Linked DNA regions of Macaca mulatta: region 2 is linked to region 1. The links are chromatin contacts, called in public Hi-C maps. All regions are on one chromosome and are shown on one strand. The core of a region is the stretch at or near the end of the contact, and the rest is flanking DNA. Distances in the headings are between cores, read along the strand shown. Region 1 has its middle 400 kb from the start of PRKD1. Region 2 has its middle 290 kb from the start of PRKD1.

What was found. A called contact is a pair of places that touch in the nucleus more often than the background predicts.
Region 2: a Hi-C map of fetal cortex germinal zone shows a contact between it and region 1, with 8 times the contacts expected there. The contact joins two enhancer-like sites. A contact is called at or near these places in 4 of 14 Hi-C or Micro-C datasets (blood, fetal cortex germinal zone, fetal cortical plate and 1 more).

What each region holds. Positions count from the first base shown.
Region 1 is chr7:102,646,313-102,649,012 of T2T-MMU8v2.0, reverse strand. No RefSeq gene overlaps it. Among named protein-coding and RNA genes, the nearest start is that of PRKD1, 400 kb to the left of the region's middle. Within about 2 kb of position 1,317, at least 3 of the 40 cell types and tissues checked have an H3K27ac peak or open chromatin away from gene starts, as enhancers often do. A contact at or near this core is called in fetal cortex germinal zone, where this site is marked.
Region 2 is chr7:103,336,549-103,339,248 of T2T-MMU8v2.0, reverse strand. No RefSeq gene overlaps it. Among named protein-coding and RNA genes, the nearest start is that of PRKD1, 290 kb to the right of the region's middle. Within about 2 kb of position 1,423, at least 6 of the 40 cell types and tissues checked have an H3K27ac peak or open chromatin away from gene starts, as enhancers often do. A contact at or near this core is called in fetal cortex germinal zone, where this site is marked.

The DNA.
Region 1 (2,700 bases), core at 68-2,567:
GTGAGCCACTGTGCCCGGATGAAGACTTCTTAACATGGAAGCTAAGAGATAAGAAGGTCAGTGACAGGTGACACAGCAGCCAGGGAGAGAGGAGAGGTGTTTCAGGCAGAAGAAATAAAAGCATGCACAACGGCCTGAAGAGTGAAAGCATGATTCACTCAGGCAACTGGAAAGTTCATCATGGCTGAAACACAGTATTTGAAAAAGAGAATATTGAGAAATAAAGAACGAGAAGTAGACAGTCAGATTATGGAAGGGTTTATACAAAATTTTAGGAAGTTGAGATTTCATGTCAATTAAGCACTCATAGAACGGGACAGAGGGAAGGTAAGGAAAATAATAGTGTGCTCTTCTACTGCAAAATATAAACAAACACACACACACACATTCATTTTGTATTTCTCAGTTGAAAGAGGCTAAGAATCCCAAGAGTTACTGTAAAGTTATGATTCTCTCGTTTATATTCTTTGACATGCTTAAATAACAACTGTGACAAAACAGTTAACAATTACTGTGTTTTTGTTATGTTATGGAACTATTCTATTCTAAAATCTTTATACCTGTGATTTCCTTTAACACTCAGAATAACTCTTAATCCTATGGAGTGATTACTATTATTATCTGCAACTTACAGATAAGGAAAACTGAGCCACAGGGAAGTAAGTGACTTGCTCAAGTACATATAGCTATGCTTTTCCTTACCTCTTATAGAGGCAGGTTGAGAAAAGACCAGGGAACAGCATTAATATCAAACACAAATGATAAAGGCTATGCTGATAAGCTTGCTTTATAAAAAAATCAACAAATCGTACATGTACCTTATACTATGGCACAGAGACCAAGTTTAGCAAATGGATGAATAAAGCATGTTGAAACCAATGTAATCACAAACACAGCAATTAAATTGCTTTTCTGTAAGGAAAATTTAACAAAATTTTTTTTTAAGTCAAGAGAGCCATAGAAACTAAAAAAATAAATAAATAAACTTGATTCCAAACAGGTCAGGAACCAGTAAGTCAAAGCAATGCCTTGTGCCTCCATTTTCCTAAATTAAGAATAAAGTTATACCTTATTTTATATTACCATATTGGAGTGTTTAAGAATTATGCATCAGACAACCATCTGGAAATAGTCTATACTATAATTCTAAATGAGAAAGGACAAAAAGTTATTTAAGTCAAATTTCTAAGTCTAGTTTAAATAGAAAAAATAATTAATTTTTCAGGAAAAAAAAATATGCTCTGGTTGTTTGATACCAGCAGATGGCACCCTAACAAAATAATTTGTGTGCCATATGTAAACTTCTTACAGCCCTCTGTACCCTGAAATACCAGTCAAGTTCACTGTGTCCAGACAGACAGGGTAGGAAAGAGGAAAACCAAAGTCAAAACTTCCTGTTTTCAAATCAAATAATTTTTATTTTGGGAAGAAAGAGTAGAAAAAGAATTTTCTGTATTAGTCTTCATTTTGTGAATACCTAGTTAGCTTGAATCATTGTTGTAAGAAAATCCCCTATAAATCTGCATAAAAATCCCACTATAAAAGAACAACATGACTACATTAAAAGGAGTAAAATGGGCTGATCCATGTATTTTCCAGCACCACCCCCCAGTAAAAGGATGTTAGAGGAACAAATATTCTTTCTGAATGCTTCAACTGTCAGAGATGACATAATGCTGGAGATTTTTTAAAAACAGTTTGAGAAGAACTTAAACATAAAGTTTGCATTAAGACCACTGCCACAATACCCATTTCAATTTCACGCCTATTCAATTTGAATTGTTCAAAATAGATAATGCGTGTTTGAATTTCACCCTCGTCTCTTCTCCCCCTCCCCACTATTCTTGTGACTATTGTTATTGTTATTTTTATTTATTTATTTGTGTATTTTTTTTTTTTTTTGAGACGGACTCTCGCTCTGTTGCCCAGCCTGGAGTGCAGTGGCGCGATCTCGGCTCACTGCAAGCTCCGCCTCCCGGGTTCACACCATTCTCCTGCCTCAGCCTCCCGAGTAGCTGGGACTACAGGCGCCCACAACCGCGCCCGGCTAGTTTTTCGTATTTTTAGTAGAGACAGGGTTTCACCGTGTTAGCCAGGATGGTCTCGATCTCCTGACCTCATGATCCGCCCGTCTCGGCCTCCCAAAGTGCTGGGATTACAGGCTTGAGCCACCGCGCCGGGCGACTATTGTTATTTTTAAAGCAAATATAGGATATTATGTCGAGATCACGAATAAGTGGGTCTACAAGGTTCTGGAAAAAGTCAGGGTTACCACTTTTTCTTTCTTCTTCCTTTTGTCTCCTCTTGCTTAATTCCTGGTACAGTTATGTGCCATCTAATTAATGATATCTTGGTCAACTACTGACCACGTATACTACAATGGTTCCATAAGATTATAATATCATGTTTTTACTGTACCTTTTCTATTTTTAGGTATGTTTAGATAAAAAAACACCATTACATTACAATTTCCTACAGTATTCGGTACAATAACATAGGCTATTTCATATAACCTAGATGTGTCGTAGGCTGCACCATCTAGATTCGGGTGAGTACACGCTATGATGTTCCCACAAGGATGAAATCACCCAGTGACGCACTTCTCAGAACATCCCTGTCGTTAGGTGTCACATGACAACATTTGATTTAAGAATTCAGCCAGATTTGACAGGGCGCGGTGGCTAATGCCTGTAATCCCAG
Region 2 (2,700 bases), core at 174-2,673, 690 kb before region 1:
ATCATGAAGCATTGTGTGAAGATACAGTGGGAGTGAGTAAATGTATTTGTAAAGTCACAAACATAGATATGGACAAAATCCAAGTTTAGATATAGTCCTCAATAAGGGAAGAGAAGAAATAAGTAAAACCAATGGAAACAATGAGGTATATGAGAAATAGAATTGGCGAATAGAATAGAGAGTGCTTCAAGAAAGGGATGTGATCAGGGTGTCATGACGAAGCAGTGAATTCAAGAAGGGGGATGGAATTTGATCATCTAGAGAGGCTAACTTCCTTTTGAGAAAGTTGTGAGTTTACAGGCATGGTTAATTAGGGAGTGGCTGCAGAAGTAGAGACTGTAATAAAATGAAGTTTAGAAAGGACAGAATTGAAATCAGAAGGAACTTAGAGGTCATCTATGATAACTTACTCTCCATTTCAGGACTCACGTTCAGGAGCTGCAGCCCTAACAGTTACTCGCTCTGTCTTGTTGGAAGGACACCGTCTAATCTGTCAGGCAGTTGATTCCATATTGGGAGATTAGCATATTGGGTTGGTGAATTCTTCATTTCATTGAGATAAAAAAACAAAAAGATACAACCACGGAAGAAAGAAATTTGCTGGTAGCAGGAAAGTATGGAGGGTTCAAGTAAAGTTCTTGTATTTATTTTAACTAGAAGGGAGGTTTGTGTATAGTTAAAGGAAAAGAAAAAGAAGCATGAGAGAGGAAAGGGTTAAAGAGTAGCAAGGAGATGGATGTGAAGCTTCTTTCAGGCCAGAAGCAGGAAGTGATCAGAGACACAGATGGAAAGGTTATTTTCATTTGATTTATCCACCCACTAACCGGTGTCTGATATAGTGCTTTTAGCATAGTGCGTGTGCAGCACAGAGATGTGCTGATTGATTAATTGAGGAGAAGAAAGGTACTTTTGAGATCCAAGAAAAGATAAAGGGAGAGATTCAGAAGCAGATCTGGGATCTAACGAGTGATCCAAATCATGTGAGCTGAGGAGCAAGACAAATTCAGAAGCTTCACTTTTGGCCACTATAAAGAAAATGGCTGCTGTTTTAGTCGATTTTAAAGATAATGATTTTTTTAAGCCATCTGACTCCTTTGTGCCTTCTATCAGAATTGAAGTAATAGGCAAGGCATTCAGATAAAACTGTCCCTCCTGGAGGAAGAGACATGCCAAGAGAACCTTGGCCAGATGGGAGCTGCAGAAAGGGGCTCAGAGGGGCATTTTCCTTGCCCAGTCAGTTTGGATTTAAACCAGGTGCCTCCAGGGTAGGCCAGAGCTTTGCCAGTCAAGAGCAGGGGTGTAAGCTGCCGTTGTGTGAAAACAAGTTAAGTTGCTTGGTTCCAAGGAATGTGGTCCAAGTGTCATAAATGCATCTGTTTAATAATGCATATCAGTAGCTCTTCCAGAATTTGGGCGCCTTGCGCTGCCTTTGTTTCCTCATTTCCAGAAAAATGAACAAGTCCGTGTCTTGACAAAAGCACTAGATGGCAGCATAGGACATCTATTCAACTGTCTTCTCTCCGCAGGCTGCTGGAATTTTGACAGATACAAAACGGTACCTGTGGTTTTGTGTATAAAACTGGTATAACTGTTTGTACATTTAAAAAATGTAACAATAAATTAAACATAAGGGAAAAGGGTTGCTAATAAATACAGCGTTAGATTGTATTTTTGTATACCAGGTGACAAGCCTGGGCATTCAAACCTGATTTGTTTGGGGATGGGCAGGATGGGAAGCGAGTTGAAAGAGTTGCAAAATGTACATGCTGGGTGGTTATAGCTTCCTTGAGGGTTGTTGTTGGTTTACCCATATGTCTGTGTGCATTCCATAGAGGTGAAAATTTAGGGAAGTGAGGGGTAAGATATGTCTGAAAGTCTGGATACAAGGGATGTTGGAAGAAAGCACCATTCTGTGATTCTCTAACTCACTGTTTTGATGGGTGGAAGGTGAAAGTGTGAGCTCATTATTTTTGCTTTTCTTAAAGTGACAAATAATGGCTTCTCATTCTCTTACTCATCATTTAGAAAGTGGGTCTGTGAAACCTGCACACATTCTAGCCTATAGGACTATATAGGCTCTATACTATCAGTATATACTACCGTCTTTTTTCTTTAGTCTGGTTGATTCACTTTCTTGGTTAGAACAACTGCTACCTGAGACACTAAGGGCATAGATTTGACTCTCGTCAGGATCAGTTGGCATGCTACAGAAAAGAAGAAAACAACAACAATCCTAAGATCGCACACGGAAAATCCACTTAACCAGCTCTGCAAATATTCTTCACCACTTCAAGAAAAGTAATTCAAAGCACACATCCTATCAATATGGTCAGAAGCATTATCTTTTTATTCATTCTTTCATTTAACAAACATTTATTATCTACTACGTGCCAAGCACTGTGCTGGGTAATAAAAGAGATCTAAAAAAACACAAAACCAAACCAAAACAAAAATAACCCAAACACTATATAACATAATACACATCTCCTTTACTACAAAGATGATATTAATAGCAGTTACTGTTGGTAAAATGGTTTATAGTTCCTGACACACTTTCATCCACAATATCTTATTTGGTTCTTACAATGAACCTGCCATTTGGATTTTTTTACAGGTGAGGAACTGAGATTTAGAAATTATTAATAATTTGCCTAAATCATAGTCAATTAATGATATTTCTGGCACTTAAAACGAGTATTT